Regions from separate parts of the Sus scrofa genome. Here region 1 is linked to region 2. A link is a contact called in public HiChIP or PLAC-seq data. All regions are on one chromosome and are shown on one strand. The core of a region is the stretch at or near the end of the contact, and the rest is flanking DNA. Distances in the headings are between cores, read along the strand shown.

Evidence for each region. HiChIP or PLAC-seq counts read pairs in DNA pulled down with a chosen protein or histone mark.
Region 1: an H3K27ac HiChIP or PLAC-seq map of alveolar macrophages shows a contact between it and region 2. The contact joins two enhancer-like sites. A contact is called at or near these places in 2 of 2 datasets of contacts at active chromatin or transcription factors (alveolar macrophages and skeletal muscle).

The regions. Positions count from the first base shown.
Region 1 is chr15:37,831,180-37,838,671 of Sscrofa11.1, forward strand. It overlaps AGPAT5 (1-acylglycerol-3-phosphate O-acyltransferase 5), which reads left to right. Exons shown (of 8, transcript NM_001143701.1): 5 at 2,091-2,181. Among named protein-coding and RNA genes, the nearest start is that of AGPAT5, 33 kb to the left of the region's middle. Within about 2 kb of position 3,127, at least 6 of the 83 cell types and tissues checked have an H3K27ac peak or open chromatin away from gene starts, as enhancers often do. A contact at or near this core is called in alveolar macrophages, where this site is marked.
Region 2 is chr15:37,561,306-37,568,239 of Sscrofa11.1, forward strand. The region is part of intron 12 of MCPH1 (microcephalin); the gene reads left to right. It overlaps ANGPT2 (angiopoietin 2), which reads right to left. Exons shown (of 9, transcript NM_213808.1): 2 at 4,492-4,647; 3 at 1,302-1,423. Among named protein-coding and RNA genes, the nearest start is that of ANGPT2, 29 kb to the right of the region's middle. Within about 2 kb of position 2,061, at least 3 of the 83 cell types and tissues checked have an H3K27ac peak or open chromatin away from gene starts, as enhancers often do. A contact at or near this core is called in alveolar macrophages, where this site is marked.

The DNA of each region.
Region 1 (7,492 bases), core at 1,877-4,376, 270 kb after region 2:
TGGCCCAGATCATTATACATTATCTAAAGTCATACTCATGCTAATATTCTCACTTATTTAAACAAAAACAACACCAAGGATAGTACTGATAGCCTCTTGCTAGTAGATAGATGTTTCCCCAGAATTCTATATTTTCACTTCCAAGTTTGAATTTTATCATTGACAACAACTGTTGTCAGTTGTTTTCCTTGAAAGTCTCACTTCCTTCATATTTGAAAAAATGTCTGCCAAATAGCCAAATGTGACAATCAAAATTTGACAATGTTTCAAGTAAAATTAGTGTTGCAAGAAAATAGGAGCTAAATCAGCTTGCAACTCAACTGTCTTGAGTGTTTTTTCCTGAGACAACCATTATACTTTAGCATGTAAAATACCACACACAAACTTTCCATTTCATCACGCATATGTGTATTATGTACTCAGGGCCCAGAGTTAATCAAATAATCTGTTTTCACAAGGCCATTCTTAAGTGAAACTCTCACCCCCTATACTGCAAATGGATGGCAGAAAATGACTGCTGGTTTGCTGCCATTGTCTTTCTTTCTGTCAAGTCCTGGCAGTTTTACCCACCTTTGCGTTTCACCATTAGTGAATTATTTTTATCTTTTGGTTGTCAGTTGAACATGTTGGTGTCACAGTTTCCTCATGGTGCAGTGGGCTAAGGATCCAGTGCTGTCACTGCAGTGGTTCGTGTTGCTGCTGTGGCACGGGTTTGATCCCTAGCCTGGGAACTTCCACATACCAAAAAAGAAAACAACAGCAACAGAAAGAAAACATGTTGGTGTCATTTTTTTTTTAAACTCAGTTCTGAAGTTAGGAGTTTTTCACTGTAGAGTAAGAATACCGTATGAATCTTTTGAAATAGGAACACTTGTTACCTTTTACATTGTGGAAATTTGTGAATTTATATATGGTTTTCCTCAAATGAGATACTTTTAGTATTGATATTAGGGACCCTGATGTCTAAACTTTAAACCTTTTAAAAGTCATTTGGCCTGGGAGTTCCTGTCGTGGCACGGCAGAAACAAATCCCAGTAGGAACCGTGAGGTGACAGGTTCGATCCCTGGCCTCGCTGAGTGGGTTAATGATCTGGTGTTGCCATGAGCTGTGGTATACGTTGCATACTCAGCTCGGTTCTGGCATAGGCCAGCAGCTGTAGCTCCAATCAATTAGACACCTAGCCTGGGAACCTCCATATGCTGTGGGTGTGGCCCTAAAAAGCCAAAAAAAAAAAAAGGTAATTTTGCAGAACCTTAGGGGGGAAAAAACTCTTTCATTAATGAATTGAGGCTTTGCATCAGTCAGTTTTTTTTAAGCTACTTTTATTTTTATGATTTTTATTTTTTCCATTACAGTTGATTTACAGTGTTCTGTCAATTTCTACTATAGAGCAAAGTGACCCAGTCATATGTACATATTTATTATTTTTCTCACATTATCCTCCATTATGTTCCATTACAAGCGACTAGATATGGTTCTCTCTGCTGGCCACCTTTTAAAATTAGTGAATGTGGAGTTCCCGTCATGGCGCAGTGGTTAACGAATCCGACTAGGAACCATGAGGTTGCGGGTTCGGTCCCTGCCCTTTCTCAGTGGGTTAACGATCCGGCGTTGCCGTGAGCTGTGGTGCAGGTTGCAGACGCGGCTCGGGTCTGGGGGTCTGGCGTTGCTGTGGCTCTGGCGTAGGCCAGTGGCTACAGCTCCGATTTGACCCCTAGCCTGGGAACCTCCATATGCCGTGAGAGCGACCCAAAGAAATAGCAAAAAAAAAAAGACAAAATAAATAAATAAATAAATAAAATAAAATTAGTGAATGTTAGCATGTAATTAGAAATATTGTTAGATTCTTAATGCCTCACCTACCAGTGAAGGTAGGACTCCTTTTTAAATATAGTCTGTGTTATGTTCAGACTTAATTGAATTTGTGCATCTTGGTTGTTTTGCTTGAAATGGAGGTCATAGATAATTGAATATACATTTTTTTCCCACCATAGAAAATACTCTCAGCATTAATAGGATTAGCGCTGGTAAGTTAATAGCAACAGCAGAAACACACAAAACAAACCAAATTTTCTTTATGGCTTCACAGATGTATCTTGTGATTTTTCCAGAGGGAACAAGGTATAATCCAGAACTAACAAAAGTCCTTTCAGCTAGTCAAGCATTTGCTGCTCAAAAAGGTAAGCAAAAAATGAACTATATTTGAAAAAATAATTTTTAAAATAACCTTATAAATTTTTGTTCCTAGAGAAGATTTTTATGTCTTACAAGAGTTGAATGCATGTTTTTATTCCTTGAATTAATGTATTATCTCTCAGGAAATGAAGTTTCTTCTCATTAATTCATATGTATGTTATTTCAGATATCTGAGGTGTTAAATTCAAGTGCTTGCTACAATCCATGTTCTAGTACCATGGATTTAGGTAAAATCTATCTAGGTGTGTGATTATGTATGTGGAACCTTTTTCTGCATGTAAGTTCTGTGTGATGGGCAGAGTTTCTGTTCTGTAGGTTGACAGACCAAGATTGGAATCCAAATTCTGACCTTTTTTTCAGCCATAAGGTTACTGAGCATCAGTCTTCTCATCTCTTAAAAAAAACATAGTCACTCCCCCCCCCCAAATCTATGGATTCTGCCTCCATGGATTTAGTCAACCACTGACGGAAAGTTTTTTTTTTTTTTTTAATTTTGAGATGTGTCAAAAAGCAAAACTTGAAGTTACTGTGCTGGCAACTATTTTCATAGCGTTTACATTGTATTTACAACCATTTACAAAGCACTTGCATTGTGCTAGTATTTTTTGAGGCTTTAAAATAAAACTTTTGCAAACAAACAACAGCAAGCATTTATTGTCTCACTGTCTGTGTGGGTCTGATGTGGTTTAGCTGGCAGCTCCTCGCTCAGGGTCGGCCACAGGCTGCAGTCAAGGTGTCTGCTATAGTCAGATCCTGGTCCCCCCAGGAAAATCCACTTCCCTTCACTCACACAGCTGTCGACTGGCCTGGGGTCCTCGCTGGCTGTTGGCCGCAGGGTCAGTTTCTTGGCACTTGAGCCTCACAGCATGATGACTTGGTTCCCTGGAGCTATGACCAGAAAGGGGCCGAGGAGAGAAAAAGGGGAAGGTCATGACAACGAGGAAAAAGGGGAAGGTCATGACAGTGAGAGCGTAGCATAGTGGTGAGCAGGGCAGAAGTCAGTCTTCTCATAGCTTTGCCACATTCTGTTTGTTAGAAACAATTCACTGGGTCAAGCCCACAATCAAGGGCACAAGGGTGTGAACACTAGCAGGTGCAATTATTAAGGGCCATTTTGGAGGCTACCTACCTCAATGATATTTACACAAGCTGTTCCATCAAGCTAGAATATGCTAAGAATGAGCAAAGTTCCCTTTAGGTGATACCATTCCCGGATGCAGGTTCAGCAAGGAGGAAGCACTTTGGGTGGGCTGTAAAGTTTCACTGGAAGAGGTGTTGGTTGTGGGGGTGGGGGTGGGGGCTGCCTTCCAGTGGGAAAAGATGGCAGAGCATGGACATGGGGAAGGAACCTGTATCAAGGTATTGACTAGTGAGAGCCTCTCTCTTCTCTCAAAAGAACAGTCACTATAAGGGGGAGGCAGACACTAAGGGTGTCCCTGGTTACCAGCAGGGCCTGAGCAAGACTCACCAAGAGCGGCCATTTGAGATACACCTTCTGCTTCACAGCAGTGATCAGATTTCCAAAAATTGTAGAACACTGTTTTTCAACAACTTTGCTTCTTACAGCCCGTTTATAATGTGTGATGGACTAATTCATTAATTTAAATATATTAAGCAAGACAAAATTAGCCATGGACATTCTGGCCAAATCACTAGTTATTTGTTGTTTTTAGTAAGTTTGCATGATGGAATGAGTATAACCCCAGAGTATTGTTTCTGTGAAGAGTCATAGAAATATTGTGTTCTAGCTTTGAAGGACTTCTGATTTCTTTTGTAAAATTTACGTGTGTATGTGTGTGTGTATGTTCCTATTTAAGTATTGGCATACTTCTTTCCATTGGGTCAAACAAATGTTAATCTGCAAATAGGTTTATTTACTATGTTATATTTATTCAATAATTTCATTCCAGGTTTTAGGGTCTGTGTTAGTCACCTCAGGCTGCCAGAACAAGATACCACAGACTGTGGGGCTTAGGCAGCAGACATTTATCCTCTCACAGCTGGGGAGGCTGGAGGTCCAAGGTCAAGGTGCTGTCAGGGCTGGTTTCTCTGGAGGCCTCCTTCTCTCTGTGTCTTCATGTGGCCTTTCCTCTGTGTGCTCACAGAGAGAGGTCTTGGGTGCCTCTTCCTCTTTTTATGAGAATATCAATCCTATTGGCTTAGACCCCACACTTATGACCTCATTTAACTTGAATTACCTCCCTAAAGGCCCTCTGAGGTTAGGGCTTCAAATAAATTAGTGGGGACTGGCACTTCAGTCCCTTACAGGGCCTTAAATTATTTCTATGTGTAATTACACTTAATACCAATATTTCTTAATTTCTTTTTAAAAACAATTTAGGATGATTATTTACCTTATATGAATATTAACATTATATAAATATTTACTTATATAAATTTAGTAGCATATTTATAGCTACTAAAATATACATATTTTTAAAAATCCACACTAATTCTGTGATACTAAACAAGTACTTTTTAAGTAATTCTTAAAATAGTGTAATAATGATATATTCTAGCTTTTTAAATCTGATAATACCCTAGTTACCCGTAATTGACCATTATTAGTCTGTCATTTTTCTGTGAGTTGTAATTCTTTCTCAAAGTTACCAAAAGTGGGGAAAAATGCATAATTTGTCTTAATGGATATAATTTTTAACTGCTAACTGTTCTTTCTTTAAATTCTATAACTGGGAAAACTTGCTATCTATTAGAACTGTATTTTCTTGTGACTATAAAGGTAATTATTTCCCACCAGACACAAAGGAAATTGATTTGTGAACAGTATAGCTAGAAAAAGAGTTTCCTGTTTTCTTTCCTCTTAGGTCACAACTAAATGAGATTACTTGAAAATAAAAACAAATGAACTCATTTTTCCATCTGTTAAGCTAATTTTTCTTCAAGAAAATTGAAACCTAATAGCACTTATTAGTCTGAGATATGTTTTGCCTCAAAACATTATTAATTTTGTTCCTAAAGTACACCTTCATTTGAATCTGACCTAATAAACAAATAGAAAAACAAACCAATACCAAGCTTTTAAATTTAGATTTTAAAAATTTGATCTTGTTTACATGTTCAAGTCATTATGATGCTATATATCACTGATAGTGGCATGGCCTGGTTTAAGAGGTAGGAGTGGGTATGGGTGTGTCTGTTTGTCCTAATCTTAAATGTTTCAAGGCCCTGGTTGTCATTATGTCATAGAAGTGTTTGACTTCAAAAAATATTAGCCACAAAATATGTACATTCATCTTTAGAGGAGTTCCTGTTGTGGCACAGCAGAAACAAATCTGACTAGTATCCATGAGGATGCAGGTTCAATCCCTGGCCTTGTTCAGTGGCTTAAGGATCCAGCGTTGCTGTGAACTGTGGTGTAGGTCACAGAAGAGGCTCAGATCCGAGTTGCTGTAGTTGTGGTGTAGGGCAGCAGCTACAGCTCCGATTTGACTCCAGTGCAGCCCTAAAAAGCAAAAAAACAAAAGAAAACAAAACGAAACAAAAAAAGCTTTTGGGGTTGTTATTGAAGGTATATGTCTGTGTTAGTGTGTCATGAATTCTTAATACTGTCTACCTCAAAGGTTGTCATATTAATGATCTCTGAATTACCTTCTCATTTGAAACTGTTAGTCATTACTTTTAAAAAGACAATTCATATTTCCAAATAAATCAGTCAAGATTTTGTCTAACTAAAACCTCTCCAGGACAAAAATTAAGATTTCAAGAGGTCTGAGATATAGGTAAATTCTTCAAGCAACTATTAAGCAAGTTATATATTGAAGACTGCTCAATTTTATGATACATTTAGGGAAAAGAGAAGTGTATTTTCAGAGATGCTAACATGAAAGTTACCATTTAAGAAAATGATGGTTACATTCAGTAAGGAAAGCTTCAACATAGTATGTAAATACAATAGAATTATATGGTATAGTGGTAATATATAAATGTAAATAAAATAGTATACATATATAAATACAATAGTACTATACAATATAATAATATTAAATAAATATAAAGAAAATAGTATGGTAGGTAAAAATGATCCTTTTCTAAGTTGTGTTCCTAAAATACTTGTTTTTTTTAAGCAGCCAGTTAGATTATTTTGTATCCAACAAACCTATCTCAGAGTGACTTTCCCTTCTGACTTCCCAGGGCAGTTCATTTGTGGCCAGTTGTTGAGTAATTATTGCTGTGTTGTGTTGTCAGGTGTCTCTTAATCTTTGTAGTGATTTGTGGAGTGGTGCAGAATGCTACGTGTTCCTAGTAAGGCCACGAATCTCATGGGTCTCGATTACTATTGAGTCAAAGTTCCTAGGTGGTTCAGGATATAAAAAGAGAAGAGAATTATATTGGATAGGTCTACTCAAACCTTATATTCCTAGTCTAGGTTGTTTTATTCTTATATGCCATATCTGAAAATGAACAGAAATGAATAAAGGGATAGAGGAAGCTTTTGAGTTATATTTATAGTGATATTCAAGACCTGTTTTTTTCACTTTGTGTATCAACTTCTCCATCAGCATCCAAATTGCAGCTGTCTTTCGTTTCTCAATCCTTTGGCCTCTTCCTTCCTTTTTCTGTTGTGGCTCCAGCTGGCACTCTGGCCAGGTCACAGCTTTAGGGATGGCACAGCCAGGAGAGCACTCGTAGATCTGGAGGAGCCGAGGGGAAGCCCAGACTCCTGTCACAACACTACTGTTCAGAGGTTCTGAGGGCTTTGTTTGATCTCTTCGAGGTCATTTCTATACCATTAAAATTTTTTACCAGAAGAAATATTACTGTTTCTTCCTCCTGCCTTTTCACACTCCTTTCAGCTCCCCTTTGTGAATTCCTGATCCGCTCAAGCCTGGTCTAAACTCTGAATCAGTGGTTCTCTAATTGGTGCCTGAAGCAGCAGCAGCAGCACTGTCCTGTAAACATTCAGGTACCACTTTCATAATTTAAATTATAATTTCTCATCAGTTATGTGAAGTGTTTCATTTTAACTCATTTTCCGTAGATGCATTTTAGATGTTTTGCTTTCCAGCAGTTACTAGAAAATTGGAACCTCATGTATCTTAATTTTCTTTCTCCATAGTGGTTTTTTACCACAGCAGCCAGCAGGATGATAGACTTAAACTTTTATAACTCCAGTAGTGGAAGGCAGGAATTTTAGTGACAAACCTAGAGTGGCAAACCACAGACCTAGAATTTTCATGTTATTCAAGCGAGTTATATTATAGAGCATGATTTTTGTAGTTTTAAAACTCTTTAGGATTTGTGGGATTTAGCTTTCATCCTTTAAATAACACTGGC
Region 2 (6,934 bases), core at 811-3,310:
CATAAAGTTTTTGTATTCTGGCTAAAATCATCCCTAGTGCCATCGTCAGCATGCAGGCGATATATGCTTTGGGAACATTTCTGCAATGCTTGACCTAGACACTTACATAAAATGTAGGGACACTTTTAAATCACAAATCTATACTGCCTTCAAAGTGATGTTGCTGAACTTTGTTATCCAACCGGTCTTTTGCTTTGTTGTCTTTAATGTTCTATGAAGAGGCATAAAAGATAGATGTGATGATCAATTGCACAGTACAGAGGTTGAATGAGAGTTTGAATACTCTGGGATGGATGTTAAAAAAAAAAACAGTAGCTTCTTTCTCCCAAACCTCTACCAGTATAATCCAGAGGGCAATCACATCCTGATCTTTAGATTCAGGTTTAATTTTAAGATTAAATACAATCAAGTACTGAAGAGTTAAGCCCAGCATTGGGTCATCCCAGACCAGCACCGCATCACATTGTGTTTAAACTGTAAGTAGTCTCAGAGATCAGATTTTAGAGGAACGCTTTACAAGATGAGCATCTGGACCCGTTTCTGGCTTGTGCAATCAGTTTGGTGAACAGCAATAAGCTTGATTTTTTGTGAAAGGAAATTAAGTAAATGGGATAAAACCGATGAGGATAGAGTGTAAATTCATAACAGGAACTTTGCATGTTGCAGCAGATGCCGTGGCCAGTCATGAGTGGTAGTGGAGGGAGGGAGGGTGGAGGCAGCGTGGGGAATGCCTGCATTGCCTGTCAGTTTGCTCATTAGCGTCTTGTTTGATTTTCTGATTCAGGATGATCAATTTTATCATCACTGTAAAAGTTGGACTTAGGTATGCCTGAACTTTATATTAATGTAATTCATTCTCCCTTGAGAAGTGTGGGAAAATATCCTTGTTGGCAGAAATACCAAGCCTGAGTCATGTTTCTTTTATGAGTTTTTATTGCCTCTCTTCAGAAGGGGACAGTGTCAATGATAGCACTTTTTAATAACAGTAATCAATACAGGAATAATCACAATTTAACTGAACCTGCATAAGGAGCCTCTAAATTAATCACTTGTTTTTAAAAGACCAGAAAATAGTGATAAGATGAAAAAGGCATTCAAATTACTATGCCTTAGGAGATGCTGTCTCCGTGTTTTTGAAACCCTCTCTCTCCCTCTCCCTCACAAGGTTCCTGATTCTTATACTATACATTATGGAATTTGGCATTATGGGAGCCATACTTATAATTAAAAGTCACATGAAATACAATTTCATATCTAGAAAGTGTACAGTTCTGGATTATACTTTTTTCTATTTTTATTACCTGTTCTTATCTTGCAATTTGTTTATTTCACTGGTCTGATCCAAAATCTGTTTTTCCAATTTGTTTGTAGAAAGAGAATGTTCCAGAAGCTGAAGTTCAAGTCTTGTTGTCTGATTTAATACCTAAATGCAATGAAATAAAATTATTATTTATTACTTTTTTAACTAGATATAAAGTTATCTAAATTATAGGAAAACGTAAGTAAACATTGCTTATTTGCCCAAGTGTCTTATTTGGGCATATTTTTCATTTTTGGAAGTCTCATTGTGCTGGATTACATCAGAGTACATTAAACATTTTTTTCATCATGTATTTTGGAAAGGATTTAATAGTTCTGGACAATGGTGTTTGTGTCAAATAATATAGTGTTCTTTTTCTTCTTCTGCCATGTTTTATCATTTCTTTTCACACAGTGAGATAAATGGGAGTATAAATGGTCCTATTTCATATATCAGAATCTGTTGATAAATGAAGAGCCTTTTCCTCTGCTGTTCTCACATCCTTTTGTCAGTAGACAAAGTGTGTTTAGAAGTCACACACTTCCATTCTATAAGAATGTAGCTCATTTTTCGCCTAGCATTTTCTAATTGGCATTCACTTGTTTAGTCTTTTTTTTTTTTTTTTTTCCACTTCTCGTTTTCCTATTTAAAAATCATGTAAACTCATCAGGAAACCATAGCATCCATATCAAGTGGGAGCTAGGTTCTGCTTTCTGGGCCTTTCTGACATGTACCATGTGCCATATCAACATTTCATTGTCTTCAAAAACTTAAAGAATGAATGCTTTAGGCTGCGTTTTAGCAGGAAGAGTCCATTACTCACATCCTCTGTGTCACGGTGACTCGGGATGTGATGTCACTTGTGTCAGGGAGGATTGTTGCTCAGGAGTAAGGGTCCTTGAAAGAGCCATTGTTTGCTCGGGGTCTGTGTCATTCATGAAAGCCTCAGCCTGGCCCCACTGGGAGGGTTTAGGGACAGTCCTTCCTCAAAGCTGGGTGCCTTCCTACCACGAACACGCCTGTGAATGAATAAAGGCATCACCAGCCTAAGGGTGGGGCTTACTATGAACACCTGGAATAGAGATTTGGCTTCTACCTCTTCTTGGGTCCCAAACATTCTGTGTTGGTTATTGATAAAAGGAGCCAGAAACTTGGTCCTTTTTTAGCTCCTAAGGGATGTAAAATGAGTACAACAGGGAGAGGGGAGAGAATGGCTTGTGAGTCCTGACTAACCCAGGACCTACTGCAGTGCTTTTCCATCCCTTTTCTGAGGAGCTCCAGCTGCAGGTGACTCTTAATTATCCAGATCATGTGGTGTCTAAGCTCTCAGGCCTCCAGCTGCCCTTTCTAGTCAGGTTCAATAGTGTGTCACCCTGACAGGCTAGAAAAATCTTCTAATCAGAAATGTTCATGTTTGGATTTGAACTGTTTCTTCACAGTAACTGCTCAGCAGGTGCCTTGAGTAAGTTGGTACTAATTCAGTCCCTTGATGTCCTTGCTTAGGCTCAGCCATCTTGATGTGTTTAGTTGGACATTATGGGCTATTTTCTTTCCAGCCATCTTCCTATTTTCCTGTTATCCTGGATCATGTGATATCTAGTTTTGCAATAGAGTTTTTAGTCATGTGACCCAACAAAAATCACATCAAATGCTAGTAACTCAGACTTATATAGGATGGGAAGGGTTTATATCATTGCTCTCTGTATCTTACTTTTTTTATCGTTCTTATCTGAAACATAAGAAATGTAATACTTTTGGACATTTTTTGTAACAACTTGTTATTCTCAATTTTACTATCAAAAGGTGCAAATGTGACCTAAACATCAATAATTTTATTTTAATAATTGACAATGGATATATTGATAGATTTACTTTTAGAGTTTTGTCGTCTTTTCCTTTTTTGATTTTATTACCTCTTGGGATTACAATTTTCAGTACCTTGTTTTCCATTGTGTAAGATAGTAATATTTTTCCTAAACTGTTCCAATGTTGTGCAAGATGTAGTAAGCATATAACCTCTTATTCTATGCTCAAATAAAAACCTTTTATTCTACCACTCCATGCTGTTTTCTCTGTCTTATCCAACAGTTCTCCATGACAATGAAAAACTGCCTGGGGGCTCATTACAGGTGGCAGGCTAATGCTTTCTCTTAGCTCATCAGCCTCCTGGCTGATGTTTGGCGTTTCTTGGTCCTTTTCCTTAAGTAGCACTTAAGAATAATATGTCATGCAAATCATTCACAATTAAATCTACTTTTTTGTGGAGCATTATTTATAACTCAGAGTAGGAAGATACTAACTTCATAAGCCTATAAAGAAACCAGGTTTAGGAACCAGAAAGCCAGCCCCCCAGTGACGAGGCTTGAACTCGTCATTGCCATGATTCCTCCAACAGGGGGATTTTTACCATCTGCACTCTTCTTGTTCAGCCACATGTGTGTCATGCAGGGTGTCTCTGGATGAACTTTGTTTTAATGTTTCACTGTTATTCTTCTAACATCTTCATATTTCATATTCTTCTTTGCTACTGCTATTAATTGGTAGCTCACAGAATCTTAAAGGTAAAAGGGAGGTTAAAAAAAGGTAAAATGGTAGCCCTCCCATTTCATAGTTACAGCCCCCGAGGCCCAGGAAAGGTAGTGCCTTATTAAGATTTGGGAAACTCCAGGCTCTGGGCTGATGGTCAAACACAGACTGTGCCGCCACTGCTGCTTCTTACTATTCTCTTTACTTCTTTCTCCATTAACTTACACCCCAGGTTGTTTTGGTGGTTCTGTGAGATTTAGGTTTCATCTTAGCTCCCAAGTTCAAGTTAAGAACAAAGTTTCCAGGACTCTGCCTCAGTGCTTTTCGTGTCTCAAATGCACAAAAAACTTAAGGGCTCAGAAAAGTTTATCTAGAATCCAATACCAGCAAAGCAGAGGAATGTCTGTCTTGTAGTCAAGGATGAATAATACGAAAATGGTTTGAATGTCCTCAGTAAGATAAAGGTAATTTAACCTCAGTATTAAAAATGAAAATGTATTTCCTTCTTTTAAATTCCTATCTTAATACAAATTCTTAATTTCTTATCAAGCCATCCTTTTTTCTGCCATACTTGAGCCTTCCTTGCCTTTCCATTGTTTGGTTAAGTAAGGACTGTGTGCTACTATCTGGCTCGCGGGCATCCTGTTTCCTGTGTCACTACTTACTTGGGCTTCGACGTCAGTTAACTTCCGGGTCTGCTCTGCCGTTTGGTTAAGTAGGTTGGTTCCTATTTCTATCATCACAGCAGTCTGGTTCTGTACCGCATTCTGTTGTATCTCCACCATTTCTTTCTTCATGTTGTCCTGGATGTAGCTCTCAAGCTAGAAAAAAAAAAAAACACGCATCAGAAAGACAGTCATTAGTCCAATGACCAAAGACTTTATTACTAATTCATTTCTCTGTCTTGTAAAATATTTCTTGAAAGACTTGTGCCTTGCTCTGATTTTGAAATCTTGCTGTTCTTTGATCACCAGCAAGAAAAGACTGATTTTATGTTGACTCAGCACCTGGCAGCTCAGTAGCAGCGTGTGTGTGAGACAAACTTGAGGCCCCTGCAAGTCCACACTGTGGCAGATGGGGGGGTAGGCCGGTGGCTCTGCAGTCTAGTAGGAAGGGCATCGGGGATTTCACTGTGTCAAGACCATTCTGTAGCCCTGTCCACGTTATGCAAGAAATGAAAATCTAGTACAAAGAAACATCGCTGTTCCTCCCACATTCTAGATATGTGGTTTCTCAAAATACAGACTTTATTTATTCATTTATTTTAGCCATGCCTGAGGCTTGCAGAAGTTATGGGGCCAGGGATCAAACCCATACCACAGCAGTGACGTCAGATCCTTAGCTGCTGAGCCACCAGAGATCTCCCTCAAAATAGAGACTTTAGAAGAATCTCTGAGATAAAGCGTGAGGAAGGGTAACTCAGTGCCACAGTCTGCAGTGCCCTACCTGCCTTCCCTCTTACATAGGTCATCACTCATTAGACCTATTAAGTTTCTCCTAACAGGTGTGCATTTTTCAAGTTTCATCATTTTCCAAATTAGGCAGACTTAATTCTACCCCAGTCCATTAATCAGGTCACATGCCAGTCAGGACTGGTTCTTCTCCTGTGTGTTCCTGTCAACAGTGGGCACACCAGCTCATTTTAACACTCTCATGTAAGGATGTCAGGAAGTGACAGGACACCAGTGCTGTAGGTACAGACACCTATGTCTTTGGCAGTAAAACTACATAATTAAATATAAGTGCAGGCCAGCCGCACGGGAAGAGGACGTGGGCTTTGGGCCAGGCACATCTGCTCCCGTATTTGCCTTGGACTGTAAGTAAGTTGCTCAATTTTTGGGGGGCCACAGTGTCCTTATATAAAATAGAGTCTCTGATTGGTCAGAGGAACATTTTAAGGATTCATTAAGCTATGCTTTTAAAGGTATTGTGCATGTATAACTTTGGGTACTTAAATTTTAACTTCCTTTCTTCTTGAGTTTTCTTGATGCTCCAATGATGGGAGCCACAGTTCCATTCATTGGCCTAAAGTACAAAGTTATAATTAAAAATTTTTTTAACTCAAGTTGAATACGTATTTTTTTAAAAAAAATCTGCTTATAGTGCCTTTCTTTGAAACTTGTCATTCTCTGTAGAGAAACCATTCATAGAGCCAGTTATCAAACTTAATTTCTCCTGAAATGTTGATCACTGAGTATTCTGTGCTTCTGCCTGTGAGAGTGAGAAAATGTTAGGGGCAGGGTGGGATTTCCCCCATGGGGTCGAGGGCTTCTTGGTTGGTTCTATTTTTGAATTGTGTCTTGGGAGCTGGTGCCAGGTCCTAGAATTGGTGTGAGAGCTGTAAATTCACTGTTTCTGTTGCTCGTCTGCATCGACTCCATGCCACGTGCTGCCTTCCTCCCTCATGCTGGTTGTCGTGATGCTTCACTGTCGCTTGTGGTTCTCCCTTGCTTGGACAGATCAAATAGAGCATGGAACCTAGCAATTACTAGAGCTCTGATGCTTTGTAAAATCTTATAGTGGAAGCCTTTATTCTCTATATGAGTCCAAATAGATTAGATCATTAAAAAAAAAAAACAATCAGGAACTATTACTTGGCAGTCCAACAAACAGGTATAATATAGACTTCATAAAATCTGAAGTGGGATACCCTCAATAACCTTTTATTAACTAGCTAATGCTAACAGCTCAGGCTTTTAAGTGACTATGTTCTTTCTTCTTTAATTCACCCTTTCCTTTTCCTTTTTTCCCGCTTTTAAAAATTGAAACTTTTACAATTTAAATGCATGATTTAAAACATCTCATAGCGACGTTTGCATTCCTTCTTCTCTCCACCCGCTTCCCCCATCACTACCATGGGAGTAATGGAATTTTTGAGGTTAAAGTTAAAGCTATGTAAATCATCCAAAAGAGTTGTCTTAGTTACTCTTAACACCCAGCAAAGATAATATTTAGAAAGACTTATTCTGGGAAGTTTAGAACTATTGAAGATATACTCAAGCTGGAGTTTGGTTTAAGTCCACACTCTGTCGTAATACTTTACAAACTAGTATAAATCTTATCTTCTTGTTGATTTCAGTATATGAGCTAAATGAAAATGATTCTGGA